Regions from separate parts of the Mus musculus genome. Here regions 2, 3, 4, 5, 6 and 7 are each linked to region 1. The links are chromatin contacts, called in public promoter capture Hi-C maps. All regions are on one chromosome and are shown on one strand. Each heading gives the region's core, a stretch centred on a gene start, on an enhancer-like site or on the middle of the called end of the contact. The rest is flanking DNA. Distances are from core to core; before and after follow the strand shown.

Evidence for each region. Promoter capture Hi-C pulls out the DNA fragments that hold promoters and counts their contacts. Capture Hi-C pulls out chosen DNA fragments and counts their contacts.
Region 2: a promoter capture Hi-C map of liver shows a contact between it and region 1, with 3 times the contacts expected there. The contact joins the promoter of Mir22hg here to the promoter of Phf12 in region 1. A contact is called at or near these places in 2 of 39 promoter capture datasets (liver and pre-B cells) and 1 of 484 Hi-C or Micro-C datasets (B cells).
Region 3: a promoter capture Hi-C map of liver shows a contact between it and region 1, with 2.2 times the contacts expected there. The contact joins the promoter of Pitpna here to the promoter of Phf12 in region 1.
Region 4: a promoter capture Hi-C map of liver shows a contact between it and region 1, with 3 times the contacts expected there. The contact joins the promoter of Myo1c here to the promoter of Phf12 in region 1. A contact is called at or near these places in 4 of 39 promoter capture datasets (embryonic stem cells, hippocampal neurons, liver and 1 more) and 1 of 9 other capture datasets (liver).
Region 5: a promoter capture Hi-C map of pre-B cells shows a contact between it and region 1, with 4 times the contacts expected there. The contact joins the promoter of Crk here to the promoter of Phf12 in region 1. A contact is called at or near these places in 1 of 39 promoter capture datasets (pre-B cells) and 1 of 115 datasets of contacts at active chromatin or transcription factors (embryonic stem cells).
Region 6: a contact with region 1 is called in a promoter capture Hi-C map of pre-B cells, with 7 times the contacts expected there. The contact joins the promoter of Ywhae here to the promoter of Phf12 in region 1. A contact is called at or near these places in 5 of 39 promoter capture datasets (the C10 cell line, hippocampal neurons, liver and 2 more).
Region 7: a contact with region 1 is called in a promoter capture Hi-C map of pre-B cells, with 4 times the contacts expected there. The contact joins the promoter of Suz12 here to the promoter of Phf12 in region 1.

The regions. Positions count from the first base shown.
Region 1 is chr11:77,981,491-77,984,091 of GRCm38.p6, reverse strand. It overlaps Phf12 (PHD finger protein 12), which reads right to left and starts at 1,276. Exons shown (of 15, transcript NM_174852.3): 1 at 715-1,276; 2 at 1-76. The coding sequence starts at 780.
Region 2 is chr11:75,460,252-75,462,852 of GRCm38.p6, reverse strand. Mir22hg (Mir22 host gene (non-protein coding)) reads right to left here and starts at 1,314. Exons shown (of 3, transcript NR_030711.1): 1 at 1,098-1,314.
Region 3 is chr11:75,586,782-75,589,382 of GRCm38.p6, reverse strand. Pitpna (phosphatidylinositol transfer protein, alpha) reads right to left here and starts at 1,304. Exons shown (of 12, transcript NM_008850.2): 1 at 1,031-1,304. The coding sequence starts at 1,050.
Region 4 is chr11:75,654,718-75,657,318 of GRCm38.p6, reverse strand. Myo1c (myosin IC) reads right to left here and starts at 1,304. Exons shown (of 32, transcript NM_001080775.1): 1 at 1,118-1,304. The coding sequence starts at 1,135.
Region 5 is chr11:75,677,950-75,680,550 of GRCm38.p6, reverse strand. Crk (v-crk avian sarcoma virus CT10 oncogene homolog) reads right to left here and starts at 1,292. Exons shown (of 3, transcript NM_133656.5): 1 at 887-1,292. The coding sequence starts at 1,127.
Region 6 is chr11:75,731,582-75,734,182 of GRCm38.p6, reverse strand. Ywhae (tyrosine 3-monooxygenase/tryptophan 5-monooxygenase activation protein, epsilon polypeptide) reads right to left here and starts at 1,296. Exons shown (of 6, transcript NM_009536.4): 1 at 1,092-1,296. The coding sequence starts at 1,155.
Region 7 is chr11:79,991,819-79,994,419 of GRCm38.p6, reverse strand. Suz12 (SUZ12 polycomb repressive complex 2 subunit) reads right to left here and starts at 1,314. Exons shown (of 16, transcript NM_199196.2): 1 at 821-1,314. The coding sequence starts at 1,100.

The DNA.
Region 1 (2,601 bases), core at 27-2,526:
GGGACTCCTTCTCGGGCTTCCGACTCCGCTTTTCTGCCTCGTCCGTCTTGGGGGGAGCCAGCAGAGCTTGGATTTGCTGCACACACATACAGACGGCATGTGTGCACATTCGGAGCTCCCGGGTAGCCCGTAGTCCCACCGGCGCCGCTTCTCCGTCACCCACCCCTCTTCCCCCTTTTGTCCTTCTTCCTCCCATCCAGGCTGCTTCCAGAACCTCTCGGTCCCCGGAATCAAGGGGAGCCCACCCTAACTGCGTTCCTGCAGCACAACAAGAAAAGCTCCTTCCAAATGGGGAGGACCAGGGTAGGGGGATGGGGAGAGGGTGCGCGGTTCTCTTCTTGCCACTTCCTTGTATGGACAGTGGGGGACTCCAAAGCCCGGCTCGGGAGAGGCCCGAAGCTTGGTACCCGGACGTGCAGGGGGAAGCACAAAGGGGCCGACAAGAAGGGGGTGGGGAGGCCTGCCGGTGCAATGAAATGGAGTGGGCTGAAGCCTCAGGGAGCGAATCGAGGGCGGCTGGTAGGTGAAACTGCTGCAGACGTCCTCGGAAGCTAAGCTCAGTCCCCCAAATTGCAAAGAGGGGAGGAAGAGACTGGGTGAGGAAGAACAACCCCCCCTTTTCCCGGCCCTCTGGCGCTTCGAGCTTAGGGCCGGCTTTGTGGGGCGGAGGTACCCTCCTGGCACTGGGGGGAAAAGGATGAGGGCCACTCTTACCTCCATCAGCCCCCCCGACGTGTCCAAGTCGTACACGATCGTCTTGGTCTCCATTTTCTCCCACATTCATCCACCTCTCGGGCTGGGCGCTCTCTGCTCCGGCCCCCCCAGCCCCGGGGGGAGGGGGGAGGAGGGGAAGGGGGCACCTCTGACCCCCGGTCCCCTTCTCTCTTCCCAACACAGGTTCCGACTTCCTCGCCCTGGCTCCCCCCCACCCCCCGGCCCCCAGTCCCTGGGACGGCAGCGTCCTCCCCACGGGCCGCGAGAGGGGAGCAACCCCTCAGCCCCGGCCCAGCGGCTGGCTGCACAGTGGATCCCGGCTCCGGGGGTCAGGCCTCGGCGGGGGCCTAGGCCCACAGGCTAAAGCTGGCGCTGGCGACCGCTGGTCCGGCCGGGAAGGCTAGCGGGCGCTGCCATCCCGGGCTTGGGGGACCGGAGGGGGGGGTGAGAGGTTAGGTGAGGTTGTGGTTCGTGAGGTGACTCTGGGGAGGATGATGGGGGGTGGTCCCCGGGCTCCGCCTCTCGCCGCCGCTGCCGTCTGCGTCCCGGCTGCCGCGCACTTGGCGCAAACTTACCGCGAGCGCCCGCAAAGCCACCCGCGCAGGCGCCCCGGGATCGCCGCTCGCCGCGCGCAACCGCAGTGACAGCCGGCGGCCTGGCTCCCGCGCAGCCGCGGTGATGGGGTACCCCCCGGCGCGCAGCCGCGCTGGCATTCGCCCGGAGCCCAGAAGCCCCGCCTCTCCGCCGTGCGCCGGCGTACTGCGATTGGAGGGCGGAACCTGAGGCCTCGCTTAGGCGCCTGGGAAAGCGCGTAGGGGTCACGGCGCAGCCGCAGGAACTGGAAGACGCATCACCCATTGGTGTTTGTGTGCGGACCACGGGCTCTGGTCCCGCGCAGGCGTGTTGGGTCGCCACCCTCCCGTCCCCTCACACAGCCGCCTCACGCGCAGGCGCGTTGTACCTGGAGGCCTGCACAAAAAAAAAAAAAAAAAAAAAAAGCTTCTCCTTTCGCCATTTTGGTAATGAGATTTGGGGCTACCATGCCCTTGGAGTCCTCAGTCACGACCAAGGAGGAGCGTGGGATGCTGTATGGAGCTGGTAGCTTTCGGCTGCAGCAGTACCCATATGGATGGTGTAGTGGACTGTTTGTCTCCAGTGTCAGGTGTGTCTGGACTAGGCCGCCATATTGGTAAAGAGGGAAAAAAAAAGCATTGCGACAAAAAAAAAAAAAAAAAAAGACGCTTTTGGTGGCAGATCGGATGACTGCTCTTTCCACTTCATTTCCACTCTCAGCACCTAATTTTAGCACGAGCATTGCTGCCTTGGGTCCCGATGGAACCCAAGATATTTCAAGCTGTTCTTACCCTCTCTTAACCACTGTCCCTGTGAACTACTCCGAAAGAGGAAGTCAAAAGCCCAAACAGTCCGTAATCCTGACAACGCCCAGCTACCTGCCTACAGCTGACTTCAATCCCCATCTTGCAACGCGCAGAGTTCAAAGGGTGAACGGGACCGCTTTGCACTCTGGTAGTTAGACTCGCGATGGATCTGATGGATTGTGGGAGTTGTAGTTCAGCCTTCAGGCGCTGCACTGGACCATAGGATGTACACGAAGAAAAGCCTGCCGGGAAAGGATACTTTTGAGAGCTGCCGTATTGCACACTGGGGTTTGTAGTTTGAGCCCCTCACCTCGCATTCTGAGCAGAGAGACATACCTCTCTTTGGGTGTGCGCTGTTATGCCCTTGTTATCACTTTCCAATATGGACAGATACTCTGCCTAATTGCGAATGAATGAACCCCACTAGGCATTAATTAACACTGGTGACATGCAGCTATGTCCTGCCGTTTCTTTCTTTCGTTTGTTCGTTCTGTTAAGACAGTCTTAC
Region 2 (2,601 bases), core at 65-2,564, 2.5 Mb after region 1:
ATAAACTTTGTCGGATCTTCCTTCTCCTAGGTGATCAGTCTCTGTCCACTTCTCTCTGCCCAGGATAGCTCTGTTCAGGCCACAGGGTTCACTGGCTGCTGAGAGTTTGTGCCAAGCAGGTGCCCTTGGCTGCGGGGCGGGGTGGGCCCAGGGCACTGACCCTCTGACCAGCTGCTCCATCAACTCTCTGGCACCATGACAGCTTCTAGCCTACTCTAACAGCCAGGGTGACAGGCCAAATGAGTTGGAGACTGAAACTAGGGCCAGAGGGAGGTGGGAACGTTAGCCTAACCGGAGGCCGTGGGGAGGGGCCAAGAGTTGGCCAGGAGGTGGGGAGAGAGGGAGCCCAGCGATGACTAACCCAGGCGCCCCACCCAGCCAGCCGGCTTCCCAGGCAGTCAGGCCAAGCCCGGGCTAGGGGCCTCTCTACCGGACATACTAGGGGGGAGGTGCAAAGGTGACCTTCTCTCTGTCCAAGACAGCCAGTTAGGCTGGGAGGGGGGGTGCGGGTAGAGTTTCCAGGCACTCCTCCTGTCCGCCCCCCCAACCTCCGCCCAACCCGCGGTGAAACCCTAACCTTTGGGTTGCATAAGGCCTCCGCACCGCCGCCCCCTACTCCTTTCCCCTCCCCCCTTACATAACATCCCCGGGAGGGAACGAGAGGAGGGGCCGGACCGCCCAGCGACCCCTTCCCTGCCAGGGACTTGAACTGGCCCTGACCCAGTCAGCGCCGGTAGAGGCAATGCACCTCCGCACCCCTCGCTCGTCCAGATCCTCCCTAGGCTAAATGGTCAGCTCGGGCATCCTCAAACCAAAGGGCGTCGGGGTTAGACGCCCCCGGCCCTCTGGCCTCTCATATTCCTCCCCAGTTACTTCTCCAAACCTTCTGCCACGACTCCTGTCCGGGACTCTCTCTTTAAACGTCCAGACACACTACTCGGGAGAGTCCAGGCTCCTCTCCCAAGAGCGCCCCTGTCCCCGCCGCCCCCTCTCCCCTCCCCCAGAAGGGCAGGGTGTGGCCGTCAGGACCCTACTTTCCCCATCACCCGGTTACCGCGGTTCCCCCCGGGATGACCGGGTCCCCAGATCACACCCACCTGATGCTGGGTGCGGGGGTTGCTGTGGACAGAGGAGCAAAATCACTGCGACCTGTCCGCACGGCCGACCGCTCTGTCTCTTCCCAGCGCCCAGCACACACCGGCTCCAGTCTCCGATCAGCTGGCGGCGTCGTGACGCACGAGCTGCGAATGAACCACCCAGGGCCAATCACCGCCCATTGCTGGGCAACGTGACCACACCCACTCGGGGGCGCCAGCACCTCTGCTTACTCCCGCCCATTCAGGCGTCTGGGCTCTGATTGGCAAGGAGGCCACCCCCTTGCCTGGAGGAGCTTCTCTAAGCCACGCCTACCAACTAACCAACTGGCCAATGGCTGAAAAGGTGTGGCTAACCCTCGGCCTAGGCGACTTGCTTAGACCAGCTTTACGTCAAACTACAGTTTAAAGAGCAGAAGGAAGTATAGGCGTGTATTTTTGCAGTGCATTCCGGTCAATGAAGTTCTTACGGTGACACTCAGCTTCCCAGAATGCAGCGCGCTCTGTGAGTTGGCATTTTTAAACTGATCTCTGACTCGGTCGCGGGGAAGTCCTTAAAGGGCTACAGCCCCTCCTTCTTGGAACTTCTTTTAGCCTCAAAACTGATTCACAGGAGGCCTGAGCTAAGCGAAGGTGGAGCACGCGAAGCAACAGGAGTGAGTAGAACTAAAGATGGAAGCCAGCCACCGATGCAGCAGAACACCCGAAGTCTTTTTTTTTTTCCACAAATAGGACTTTTTTTTTTTCGGGGTATAGGGACCACTGTCACTCGCACGGCCCCAGTCTTCACTGGAGAGCTAGCTCGAGGTCTTCGGGGTATAGGGACAAATGTCACCCGCACAGGCCCAATCTTCACTGGAGGTCTAGTCTATCCCTCGTGGGTTTAGTGAAATCTTTTCTAGTGAATGTCTCGTCTTAGTCGCTGAAGAGCCCACGGCTTCTCAAGGGGCACGTTCTTAACAAAGGATTCGCCCTCACTTTTAGAGAGGAAGCGTCTTTTTAAAAATTAGGGGAAGATCTTTACCAAAGTAGTATCAACCAGAAACCCGGTTCTAAGATTAACACCCATTCAGTCCCGCCCTCCGAAACGCTTCTCTGACTCAGGCCTACTTAGGGAAGTGATTTCAAAGGTGGAGACCAATGAAGAGGCGGCTCCTTCCCTAGGGGCCAATCAGAGTCTGAAAGGCGGGGGATGGGCAAAAACCGAAATGAACCCAATGACTTGGCAAAAGCTGCTGAATTGCTTATTTAAAGGGACAAGACTGGGACCACCTCTTCACTCCCTCCCCACCCCCAAAGAGAAACTTGTGGCCTGGGGTTCTTGACTTTTGAGTCATTTCTAAGAGCATCTAAGCTTTCTAAGTGAGAGCATCTGAGACAAAGAAATGAGAGGGAAGCCTGAGATAGCCGCTTCTGTGTTAAATTAAGTATGGGCTCCACTAAGGTGACTGCTGGGCTTGCTTCAAATCCTGAGTTCAACGTTCAGAATATTGTGTCTTTAAGGAGA
Region 3 (2,601 bases), core at 55-2,554, 2.4 Mb after region 1:
CACACCCCCCAAAACATTTATGGGACCTCAATTCCTCCAAACAGCACCATCCAGCATCCTGTAGGCTTGGATAGCCTTGTCTTGGTCCCCACCACTTCCATTAGCAGGCACATTCATTCTTAATCATCTTCCTGGACGGTCCTGGGCCCTGCTAACTTAATGCCCTTCTCTCTTACCCACACTCCTTCACATCACTTTAGAACCTGCCCAGTATTTTCTAGACTCTTCATTCAAGTGTTGCCAAGTCCTAAGCAGGCATGCTGAACTTCTTGCAAAAGCCTCCTCTTCTGCACCTACTTGGGTACCATGCCATCCCCACCCTGTCATCCAGTCCCCTATACTCTTTTGCCCATCCCATCACCCAAGCGTGGCTTTGACTGAAGTCCTTTTTTCTGCAACCAATTATTACAATCCCTTTTCCTCTGCTGCCTCAGGCAGCCACTGTCCATGCCCCAGGTTCCGCCTCAACACCCCTCCCCACCACCTCAACTCCATTCCAAGAGCTACCTTATCTGATCTTCCCTGCCCCTTGGTACAGCTCAGCCTCAAACCCCTCCCCAGCGTCAGTCAACTCACCGGCGCTGCCTGCCCTTGTCCCACTGCTCCTTGGTCCCTTACACAACTCCTCGGTCCTTCAGGCAGTTCTGCCTGCTCCTTCATCCCACAGCGTCCACCATAGGGCCACACCACATCCAGCGCTCTCCATTCCCCATGCCCCTCCTAATGTCTCCTCTGGATCTCCCTATCCCCTTGACCCCTCCTCAGGCCCTGACCGGCCCGCACCGGTTCTCAGCCTCCTCTCCGACCTATTCGATCCCACCTCAGGTGCTGTCTGTCACCCTCTGGCCCCTTCGGGCCCCTCCGGCCCCACCTCAGGCCCCGTCCAGCCCCCGCTGTCCTCTCCGCCCCTGCTAAGCGGCCCAACAGCCCCATCCGGTGTTCTCCATCCCCCGGCAGGCGATCTGCCTTCGCCGCCGTCATCCCGACCCTCCCTTCCGCCTCGCTTCCGCACAGCCGACCCGACACTCACTACTCCTTGAGCAGCACCATGTCGCTTCGCGGCTCGGCGGCTGCCAGCTGCCAGCCCGGCCTCCCGCCCGCTACCCGGTGGCCGCTCTCCCGGTGGCCCGGCCCGGCCCCGCTGCCTGTGCGCCTTCGTCGTGGTCTGCTCTGTCCCCGCTGCTCTCGCTGCGGTCGCCGCGCGGGCTCCTGTCGCCCTGCCCTGGCCTCACCACCTCCCGCGCCTCTGCCGACGCCGCCCGGAGCTCCGGTTCCGCAGCGCCACGCGGGGGCGGGGCGTCTCTGCGGCAACCAAAGCGTCAGACGCAGCAGTGCGCGTTGACCTCACGCGGGGCGGGGCCTTCCCGGGTCCACCCCTCCACCCTTAAATGGGCCGTGGCTCCGGGTCCGTGTCAGCATCTGGGCCCAGGTCTGGTTTGGTAGTCAAGAGGTAAAGAGACATGTTTGGTATGAATACTCTTCTGCATCAGGAGCTACTGTGCCTATATGCTTGGACTTCGCTGGTGGGTGTACTGAGAGCCAAGCATGTCAAAAATAAAATGAGGGAGTTTGAGATTTAGTTCAACCACGAAGCACTTGCCTAATTTGGATTCACCAAGAAACCAAAACCAAACAAGTGTGTATATACTTCCTCTAAATACGTGACTCCACATCTCCACCAGAAAGATACTGTTACTGCCCTCGTTTACAGGCAAGAAGGCTGCATAAGTTAGATTTGCTCATCACAGTGTTTTCATGATGTAGCTGAGATTTGATTTTTTTTTTTTCTTTTTTTCAGACAGGAACTCACTATATAGCTCTGGCTGTCCTGGAACTTGCGCTGTAGACCAGGTTGGCCTCGAACTCACAAAGATCCACCTGCCTCTGGCTCCTGAGTGCTGGGTAGAGCTGAGATTCTAACATAAAATCTTAGTGTCTTCTCATCCACCCACTAACCATTGGCTGTGGGGCTGCTGTGTACCAGAGCCTGTGATATCCTGAATAGAGAGAAGAAGGCTGGCACTATCTTGCCCCTAGGGAGCTGGTAATCAAATGGAGGGGAGGCAGGTGATGGCTGGGGTAGCAGGCACTTGGAAGGAAAGGGGCTGCCAGAGCTAGTGGTACAGGCTAGCTGTCTGGGAATTCCTAGCTGTCTGGGAGCTGAGGCAGAAGGATGGAACGTTCAAAGCCTGCCTGAAAAACTTAGTAAGTTGCTGTCTCATAAAAGCTGAAGAGAGGGTTGGGATGTGGCTCGTCAGAGCACTTGCCTCGTATGCAGGAGGCCCTAGGTTCAATCCCAGAATCCCAGAAAGAGAAGAAAACGGTAGCTTGGCAGCAGGCTTTGGGGTACGGGTGGGAGGTGGAAGTTGTGTTTGATGGGATCACACTGGACAGCACCTGGTGTATGTGAGGAGTCCCTTGAGGGACGGCATCCCAGAGATCCACAAGATGCTGGGGAAGACCATGCACAGCAGAAAGGACACACGTAAGGGCCGGAGTCAGGAACAGGCTGCATTCAGGGACTTGTCCTAGTGTGGTTTTCTGTTGCTGTGATAAAGACCATGACCAAAGGTAACTTGGGGAGAAAAGGGTTTATTACGA
Region 4 (2,601 bases), core at 55-2,554, 2.3 Mb after region 1:
CATATGGACCATGCACACAGCCCATAGGAGCACAAAGGGCCCAGCAGACACTGAACGACTGCATGGAATCCAGGGCAGCGGCATTTTGAGTTGAGGAAGGTGGGACATGACAAGGAGCTCCTAGGAACGGCAGAAAGAATGCTGGTGTTGACCTTGGACAAACCTCCTCCTTTCTCAGGACTGCTTCCTCTTCAGAGAACAGGAGTGGGTTAGTTCAGGTGACCTCAAATCCCAGCTACGTGTTACAGGTGCTTTGGAGGACAAACGGTTCAGAGGGAATTCTGCAGACAGGGAGGGGCCATCTCTCCAACTCCCATCCACCCCAAATTCCCAGAAGTAGAAGTTGTTTAGGGATCAAGCCAGAGCTCACGTCCTAGGAGAGGGTTTCCCCATGGGCCACCACCTCAGCTGGACTTGATGCCCACCCCAGAAGCGGGTGGCCTGCCCTCCCTCAACTGGAGCCACTCCCTCCTCTCCAGCTGCTAGGCTTCCCCCCCCGCCCCCCCTCCTCCCGCAGCTCCTCCACCGTTGAGAAGCCTCAGGAGGTGGAGGGTTCTCCCAGGGGAAACCCAGCTGCCACCCAAGGGTGGGGCAGGTACAGGCTTAGCTAGACCCTCAAGCCGCGTCTTAAGCAGAGCTTTCCTTTCAAAGAGGGCCTGCAGATCTAGAAAATGCTGGGGTAGGGGGGTGTCAAGGAAGAGGAAGGTACTGGGAGCCGCTGTAAATTCCAGGGAGGTCACCAAGTCTCCCCTGACCCTGGTTTCTAGCCCTAGTTGCTCAGTTCTCTGCTTCTCCGTCACCCCTCAAGTCCAGGGCCTGTCTCCCTCAGACCTGCCCACCCCTGACCCACCCAGCCCGAAGCTGCTGCCAAACACCACCGCAGCCAACGCCCCCTGGTCCTCAAGTGGGAGGGGTCTTAGCCATCACCAGGGGCGACCACATGGTCCTGGGTTCGAGCGTTCTGCAGCCCTCTCCGCCTCGGCCTCCTGTTCTAGCAACTTTCAGGGACATCTTCCACCGAAATTCCTGGGCCGCGCCCGCTTCAAGGCCGGCCCTGGAGCGCCGCGGGCCACCGAGAGATACCCTGGACCCCAAACCTGCCCGCGCCCATGCTCACCGATGCCCGGTAGCGCATCCTGCCGGACCCGGCGCCCCGCTCCGCTGCCCGCGCCTCTTGGTCTGTACTCGGCCGCGGCGTAACCGAGGGAGGGGCCAGCCCGCCCCCTGCACCGCCCCTTGCAGGCCCCTTGGCTCAGGGGGCTCGGAGTCCCGACCCTAGGACCCACTGCAGCCGGCCTGGCCGGGCTGGGTGGGAGGGGGTTCGGGACCTAAGAGGGGGCGCGCGAGGGGCGGGGCCTCCTGCGTGCCGCGGGCTCCGCCTGAGTCAGGTTTTCCAGGAGGAACGTCGTTAGTTCCAGGGTGGGGCCCGGAACCCGCGCGGCCGCCGCGTCTACACAGCTCCGGAACTCACTTCCGGGCTCGTGTCTACAGCACGGGGCTGGACACCCCGCGCGAGACGAGGGCTGAAGCCCGTGGGTCACCGGGGAAGCAGGATTTCTCTCCCCACCCCCAACCTCGAGTCCCGGGAAAGTTAAAAATAGAACGAAATGTCCAAATACGGCCGGCGCCCCGGGACAGGCGGAGCCTCTGTACGGGACACTGTCCACCCCCATACACACTCCCAAAGGACTGGCTCCATTCTTTAAATCCTTAGAAAAGAAATTGTTTGAGACAGGGTCTCTTTACGGAGCCCAATCTGGCCTGGAACTCAAGATGCCTCCTGCCTCAGCCTCCTGAGTACTAAGATTACAAACTTGTGCCAAGAGAGCCAGAAGAGAAACATCTCTTGAAAGATCTCTTCCCTAGCTAAGAAACAAATCCTAGGGTCAGAGCAGGGTGCCCTTTTTGACCCAGCATGACCCCTAAAGAAGCCTGTTTGCCGAGTAGGCAGCACCCTTCTGACTTTCCTACGTGTGCAGCCAATAACCTTATGTTCCAGCCTGAATATCCTCCGGACTCAGTGCCCTGCCCCATGGGCTCCTCTCCTCTCTTCCCTTCTTTCTCTTCCCTCTGGATCTCCGCTCTTCCCTGAACACAGGCCATCAGCTGTCTTCCTTGTCTGTCCAGCACCCTCGCTGGTTCTCTGACGACATCAGCCCTTTTTAGGCCCGAGAAGAGTGTGTGAGAGGAGTGGAGTGGACTTTGGGTCAGTTGCCACCTCTTGTGGCATATGGATGTCTACGGTAAAACAAAACAACAACAACAAAACCAGCCTGGCCTTTGCTTACTAGCAGGATGATGATCATGAGTAAGTGCCTTAAGAGGCCGATTGGCTGATACTTGCCAGAATTGTTGGGTTGCCTGAAATGAAGCACTGACCAAGCCATCAACACCACTACTACCCTCTTCCTCTTTCATTCTACACGCACTGAGGGACTTGGGGGAGAGTCCAATCTTCTTGTCTAGTGAAGAAAGCGTCCGCCCCTATATCTACCATTTGCAAAGGGTTCTCAAGTGCCTTATCTATTCCTCGCCCTTTGTAAGGAACCTGAAGCATATACCGAGGGTATACACTTGGTCTAGGGAGGATAGGGGGAGTAA
Region 5 (2,601 bases), core at 43-2,542, 2.3 Mb after region 1:
TTGACCACAACACCAACTTAGAGAGCAAGAAAAGACCCAGAAGTACGTGTCTGACACTTTTTAAGTAAATCCAGGGAGAATGAAGTGCCATTCACTTCCAAGGTTGTTCTCACTGGCTTATGCCTGTTTGTTTGTTTGTTTGTTTGTTTTCTAAAGGAAAAAAATCTTCCTCCACTAATCACTTTGAAACTAGAAACTCTAGTTGCAGCGGGCAGTTTTTTTGGACACTTAAAACCTCTTGGACACAATTTGCCTGCTAGGCTTCAATTACGCGGGGCTGGTCACAGAAGGATTTTTTTTCTATCACCAAGTCACTTAGTTCACCACCTTCCACAAGGGAAGAGCACGGTAAAGATATTTTGGAAAAATGCCCAAGAAAGGAAAAAGCTGACCGGCTTCCTGAGGGTGTCTCCATCCCTCCCAGCCAGCCAGTCAGTACGTGGTGACTTCCTACCGAAGGCCACCAGGGGAGTATGGCCAAACCCGGCTCTAACACTGCAGGAAACGTTTCAAGCCTAAAAGCCACTTGTAGGATTAGCAGAGCCATTCTGAGTACCACTGCCAAATGATGTCCCCGTAACATCCCCATTAACTCATTGTCCCCAAGTTGCCTAGCCCTGCCCTGCCCTTGGGCCTGACCCTGGCGCCCAGCCCCACCCCGGGGCCGCAGCAGTTCCCCTTCCCCGGCTCCCAAGGCACACCCAGAGGCCTCGGTGAGCAGCTCCTCCTCCCCCACAATCCCGCTCATCGGTGGGAACCAGCTTGCTCAGAAGACAGCTCCCCCGCCAGGTTCACTCTAGCCCTCTCTGCCCACGTCCCTCCTGCAGCAGACCAGGGTTCTACGGCCCTCACCCCCGCCCGGGCCTCCCACCCGCCTGTCCCTCACCCGGCGGAGGCTGAGCGGGCGACGGAGGCACTGGAGGGCGCGGGCCGCTGCTGTTGATGATGTAGTGGGAGACGCGCGAGTTTTCGGAGACGCTAAGCACATAGTCCCCGGGGCTGGTGCTCGAGTCCCGCACCAGGAACACCCCGTGCCGCTGGCCCTGCAATAGCGCCACCGCCTCCTGCCGGCTCAGGCGGCCCCAGTACCAGCTACTCCGCTCCTCCGAGTCGAAGTTGCCCGCCATGGCCGCCTCCGCGCTTTCACGCTGGGCCGCCGCCGGCACGCGCGCCCCTCCAGCCCTGGCGCCCGCCGCCCAGCGGACCGGCTCCGGTGTCAGCCTCCCAGCAGCGCCCGAAATGGCGGCGGCGGCCGCGGGCCTTCCCCACCGGAAATGACGCGCCCTCTACCCGAGGGAGGCTGCCGGGAAGGGGACCGACGCCCGCCATTGGGAGAAGGGAAACGGAGTCCTTGGGGCCCTCAGTGCGCATGCGGCGTCCTGGGCGTCGCCGCCAGGCCCAGACCCCAACCGCGGAGGATGGGGAGGCGGAGTCTAGGTCTAAGGGGCGGAGCCTCAACCTACAAATTGACTGATCCGTGTTTGACAGATTGGTAGCGGCCGGTCTTTTCTCCCAGAACCTACAAGTAGCAACACCAAGAAAAGGACTGAAGTTAAAAAAGATGATGTGGTCCGAGGATGATAGTCGCCCTCAAAGCTCCCTGACTTGCTGGTCTTTTCCCCGTGTTTCCTTCGGTTTCCCCCGAGGTCAGCTGAAGTTCTTGTTATCTATGAGCAGCCACAGATACCGCATTTGCCGCGCAGGTGCAGTGCTGACCCAGACTGGCTTTAAGTCACTGAATTCACACACCTATGGGAGGGACCAGGAAACAACATCTGCTATGGGGGCGGGGGGGGGGCAGAAACACAAGGAAATCAACTAAGTAGTCCTGGAGAGACCCAAGGGCTGGGTAAAGTGACTCATGACAGTTATCCCAACCTCTCAGGAGTTGAGACAGGAGGATCCCTGTGAGTCTGAGGCCCTGTATTATAAAACCAAAACAAATAAGAGGAAGGGGTCCACAGATAAGATGACCTAGGGTGAATGGTAGGATGTTAAATGAAGTGGGGAAGGGTACTCAAGGCAAAGAAAACAAAATGCCCAGCCAGGCCAAAAAAAAAAAAAAAAAAAAATGGAGTTCTCTCTATTGGGGCTCCCATATCCACCAGCCAGATTTTTTTTTAAACTCTCAGTTGTAGCCAGGTGTATCTCCTACTTTTACTTCCTTCATGATCATCTTCATCTATCTCAAAAAATTAATAAAAAAATGGGGGAGGGAAGGGTTTCTCTGTATAGCTCTTGCTATCCTGGAATTCACTTTATAGACCAGGCTGACCTCGAACCCAAAGATCCACCTGCCTCTGCCTCCCAGTGCTGGGATTAAAGGTGTGTGCCACCATTGCATAGCTGTTACTACTGTGTTTTGTATATAGTGAGACCCGGTCTCACTACAAAACCAAAGTTATCCTTAGCCTAGTCAATAGCTCCGGCCTTCCAGAGCTCCCACCCATAGTCTGGGCCAGCCCTGGGAGAGACAGCAGGGAAAAGGGCCCCTTCCTTGTTACCAGTGACTCATCTTGATCTAGCTTAGTCACCAGGAACTAGCAGCAGAAGCCATCCAGTGTAAATTCTGGCCCTTTGGGGCAAATGACTATCCTCTCT
Region 6 (2,601 bases), core at 47-2,546, 2.2 Mb after region 1:
CCCAAGCCAAGGAAGAGCATGCATTCCACCCGAACTTGGGTTGTCAACCCAAAGTGCTACTAAACATTATTTGAATTAACCATTTCTCAGCAGGTCTTTCCATACTTCATAATGACGAGTGTGAATAGTACAGTCGTCAATTTTACAAACGGGTAAACTGAGGCACTGACTCTGCAAAGGGAAATTCGTACTAAGGAATCCTGGCAAGCCTGGTCTCCTGTATTCTAGCCATCAGAACTCCGTGCCTATGAAGGATGGGGACAGAAGGGGGAAAAAAAAAACCCGCAGCAACTTTAGGATATCCTGGGTAAGAACAAACGGGGTAGGAGTGAGGTTCTGCACCTCCCCGGAAGAAGGCGAGGCTAAAAAGCCCCCCAAACTCTCAACTCCAAGGTGTGTCGGCCCAAAGGAAGAAATCCAATCGCAGCATCTCAGCTCGCCTCCACCCAAGGAGGGAGGCTCTGCAGTGATTTCCAAACACTCCACCCTCACCAGAAGACTCCTCTCCACCGCCGGCCCCGAGAAGCCGTCCGTTCCAGAGGCTTCTCCTTTGTGAGGCTCCACGGCCGCCGCCCCACACTGGGCCTCAGGGGAAAAGCCACCGCCCCCACCCGCCATATTTCCCCGAAAGGCGCCTAGCGCTACAGCTCCTCGATGCCGCCCTCTCCCGAGCGACCGGTACCGTTCCTCACATCGCCCCACCCAAGTGTCCTCCTCCACACCCCGCCGCGGTTCCCGAGGGCTCCCGTGGGGATCGCACGCCGGGAGCCGGCACCCGCCATCTCCTCCCCCCTCCCCCGCCCGGGGACTCGCCCTCCCCCTCCAGCCGCCATTTTACAACCAACTCCTCCACCCTCCGCCCCGGCCTGCTGGCGGGCGAGCGCCTGCAAGCTAAGGACACCGGAGGGGTCAAATCCCTAGGCCCGGGGACTCCCACCGCGCCGGGAGCCCGCAGGCCTCGGCCTGCTTCCCGACCCACGTCCCAAGCCGGGCTCCGAGACGGCTCCGCCATTTTGTCTCCGGTTCCCGGCCTCTGTGGGCGGCGGCGGAGGGTCCGAGACTTCCAGCCCCCCGACACCCCCCCGACTCACCGTCGTATCGCTCGGCCTGCTCTGCCAGCTTCGCCTGGTACACCAGATCCTCCCGATCATCCATTGCGGCAGCGGCTCCGGCAGGGTCTGCGCGACGGATGGAAGCGGATAGCGTCTCCGACTCTCTCAGCTTCTCGCTCCGCGTCCGAGCAGGAAAAATGGCGGCGCCTCAATCCGGGACTTCCGCCTGCGCACGCGGACAACTGCTCAGCTCTATGGCAACCGCTCCCTGGCAACTGGCGCGGGGGGGGGGGGGGGCGGATCCCGGAGTTCGGCGCCAGAAAAGGCTGGAACCAGCGCGACAGACGCCCCTCCTCCGTCGGCACAGCGGGCGGCCCTGTGGCGAGGCGGGAACTGCGACTGCGACGGAGAACGGCCCCTGGAGCGGCTGGAGGCGAGGTCGGCCTAGACTGCGGGAGGGGAGTTAGCCAGAAGCCCGTGCGGGGCGACCGCGGGCTGGCCTGTGGGGGACAGAGCGACAGGCTTGATGGGTTCTTGCTACGGCAGGCCTTCCTCGTTGAAGATCAACCGGCCCTGTGCATTCTAGCACATTTTTCTCATCCAATTTAAAGAATTGACAAGGACAAGAAGGGAAAGCTCGAGTTTTCACGCATCATCATCTCCCTTGCTTCCATACTTTAAGCATTTTCTTCTCCCCTCCAGCCATATTTTATCTCTTTGGCCTATCGTAGATAGGACTTTTGTTTAAAATCTCTGGTTTTGCTTCAAGCATAGGTGAGTGTGTTTAATTCCAACACTAGTGAGGTAGAGGCGCAAGGATCGAGTTTGGATCAAGTCCCATCTACAAAGCAAATTCCAGGTCAGCCAGGGCTACATTGTGAAACCCCCATCTCAAAAAAAAAAAAAAGGAAAGAAAGAAAAAAGAAAAAGTGGTCAATCTCAGCTAGTTAAGGGAAACCCTCACTCGAGGGAAAAAGGAGACATAGTGGCTTGCCTCACTTGGAGTGCAAGGTGCACCTGAGGTGTGTAAGGGCAAATTGACATTGATGAGTTAGAAATAAATAATCCTCCATGGGGATTGCTTCACTTGCAATGGCCACGCCTAGTCTGCTTCCTTATGGATTTTCAACATCTTATACTCAATATCAGCTTGCTGCTGAGCCATGCAGAAAAAGGGCCTCAAAATGAGTGTGAAATCAAAAGGTTGGGATCAAGGCCTGAGGTCACACGCCCAGAGGTTTGCATCTTAGTCTGTGAACGGACAGGAATTGTTTTGTCCAAACGCTGGAGACTGACCCCCACAGCTTCCACCGTGTGTTTTGCCACTGAGTTATAGTCCTATCTGGGCAAGCTGTTTTGATGATTCTGAGTGGAAGGTGACATCGTCATAATTGTACTTAAGAAAAGTATTCCGTACTTACTGAAGCGGTGGTTCACGCCTGTAATTCCAGCACTGTGGAAGCAGAGACAAGGATTGCCACAAGTTCCAGGCCATCCTGGACTAAAAATACCCTACCTCGAAACACAAACACAAAAAGAAAGGAGCTGG
Region 7 (2,601 bases), core at 65-2,564, 2.0 Mb before region 1:
ACGGATATAGTGTAAATAAAGAGATTCAACGGCAAAGCTGACTTCATTCAAGTTGCCGTAAAATACCCAGCTAGAAGATTGCTAAATTCCACTATCTACACAAAAGAGGTGCAAAACCATCAGGATATAATGCCCACTTAGTAACAATTTTATTTATAGTCATAATGTTTATAAATTCTATTGTTTGTTTCCAGGCACTGTGTGATCCCCTTTCCAAAAAAGTCAGTTTCGCCCTCCACGCATCTTTTAAAACGAAAAACCGGGATTTAAAAAAAAAATGTTCTGGAATTAAGAAACAACTCCAAGGTTGTCCACGGAGAGGACGCTTGCCCCATTCTGTCTCTCTCAGTCTACGCACCCATAAAATGGGCGGAAAGGTTTGAAAAGCTTAAAAGGTTTCAAATGCTGCGTGTTCACTCACACGCAGCCAGAGTGGGTACGAACGCATTTCAGACCCATGACAATTTCCTCGGCTTTACAACACTCATCTCCGGACAGGCTGTGTCTCGTCCCCCCGAAACCTACAACTATAATCCCTGTACTTGTGGAGTAAGGAAGACACAAACGAAAACACCAACTCGTCTCGGGATCTATATGCGCTCAGTTCAACCGTCACGTCCCCACCTCCAAGGCTGCTCTGAACCTGGGGGCCCCGGGGCGACCCTTCCGGGAGTCAGGGACCTGCTCGGGACCCCGGCGTTCCCCAGCGAGTCCTCCCTCCACTCCCAAAGCAAGTGGACTCTCCGAGAACCCGGCGGAGTGCCCCGTGCCCCGAACGCCGGAGAGGGGCACCCCTGCCCTCGAAGCCGCTCACACTCACTCTCAAAGGCCTGGAGGAAAAGCTCGTGGTCAGCCTGGACGTGCTCCATTTTCGGCTTCTTCACCGGCAACACCGCGGCCCCCGCCGCCGCCGCCGCGGCCGCCGCCGAGGAGGAGGAGGCCGAGTAACTGCCGCCGCCTCCACAGCCCCCGCCGCCGGATTTGCCGCCCGAAGCCGCCGCCGCCACCGCCGCCGCCGAACCCCCGAAGCCGCCTCCCCCGGACCCCGCGCTGGGCCCCGAGCCGCCCCCTCCCCCACCGCCGTGCTTCTGAGGCGCCATCGCGGTTCCTGCCTCCTCCCCCCGCCAGCTACCCGCCGGGCGGCCCCGGAGAGTGAGCGCGCCTGCTACACCAACCGCTCGCCCCAGCAGGCTCCAGCGGACCGAGGGGGGAAGGAGGAGAGAGGGGAGGAGAGGGGAAGGGAAGGGAGGAGGAGAGGAGGGAAGGAGGGAGGAAAAAAAAAAAGTGTCTCCTCCGAGCCCCGCTCCGCTTCGGAGGCCGCTCACCCTACCCTGGCCTCGCTCCGCCCACTTTCCCCGCCCGGCGCTCTGATTGGCCGGCGGGAGCGCGCGCCGCCGGGCCGCCCAGCCCGTTGGTCCGCAGAGTCCCCCGTCAGTCACGCGGAGGCGCTTCTCGCGGAGGCGCGGCTTGGTTGGCCCGTGCGCGCTGCCGACCGCGGGCCCGGACGCCTCTTTGAACTGAATTCGCGGGAAAATGAGGGGTCGGAGCGGCCTTCCTGCTCGTCCCGGTGCATTGTGGGCAGAGGGGGACTCGCGAGCGGCTTTGGGAGCCGTTTCTCGCCTTGAGAGCTTCGTCAGTCGCCGCCCCCAGGGGGGCAGAGGTCCCCTGGAGAGAGAGGCGGGTGACTGAGAAACTGAAGGCGAAGGGGCCTTTGAAAGGAGCGGAGGTCCACCGCGGATCCCGAGACTGTGTGGTCTCAGGAAGTGACCTGCCCCGGGGGTGCTGTGTGCTCAGTCTCATCTCCACTGAGGCAGGAGGAGATCGGATCCCCTGGCCGCCACGTGCCCCAAGCCACCCATGGCCGAAATCCCCTAGCGCAGCCACTGGGTTGTCGGACGTGAAGGGCTCGCCTACGAAAGGGAGCGACCTATTTTGTGGCGGCCGTTTCTCAGAAATTAAGGAGACTTGGTTTTGTTTTGTTAAGTGATGTGAGGTTTTGGGATTCTGTGGAATTGGGTTGTGGCTTCTCAACACGATGCGAGCAAAGTAGATACTTCATTTTCTCTGAGACAAATAGGTGATTCGAAGTAAAGACATTTCTTGAAGTTTTATTTATTGTACTGCCAAAAGCTTGTGAGGAACGCTGTGTTTTGAGTGTCTTGTTTAAAAAGATAGATAAACTGGGCGGTGGCGCACGCCTTTAATCCCAGCACTCCAGAGGCAGAGGCAGGCGGATTTCTGAGTTCAAGGCCAGCCTGGTCTACAAAGTGAGTTCCAGGACAGCCAGGGCTACACAGAGAAACCCTGTCTCGAAAAACCAAAAAAAAAAAAAAAAAAAAAAGATAAACAGACCCGACCTAAGTCTGTTGGTACAAATTGGCTTACTCTGAATAACTTGGATTTCAAGTTAGACAAAATAACCAGCTTATATTGCTTATATTTTAACTTTCTAAAAATGTTTTTATGCTCGGTGGTGGTGGCACACACCTTTAATCCCAGCACTTGGGAGGCAGAGGCAGGCAGATTTCTGATGCGAGCCTGGTCTACAAAGTGAGTTCCAGGACAGCAAGGGCTATACAGAGGAACCCTGTGCCTAAGTCT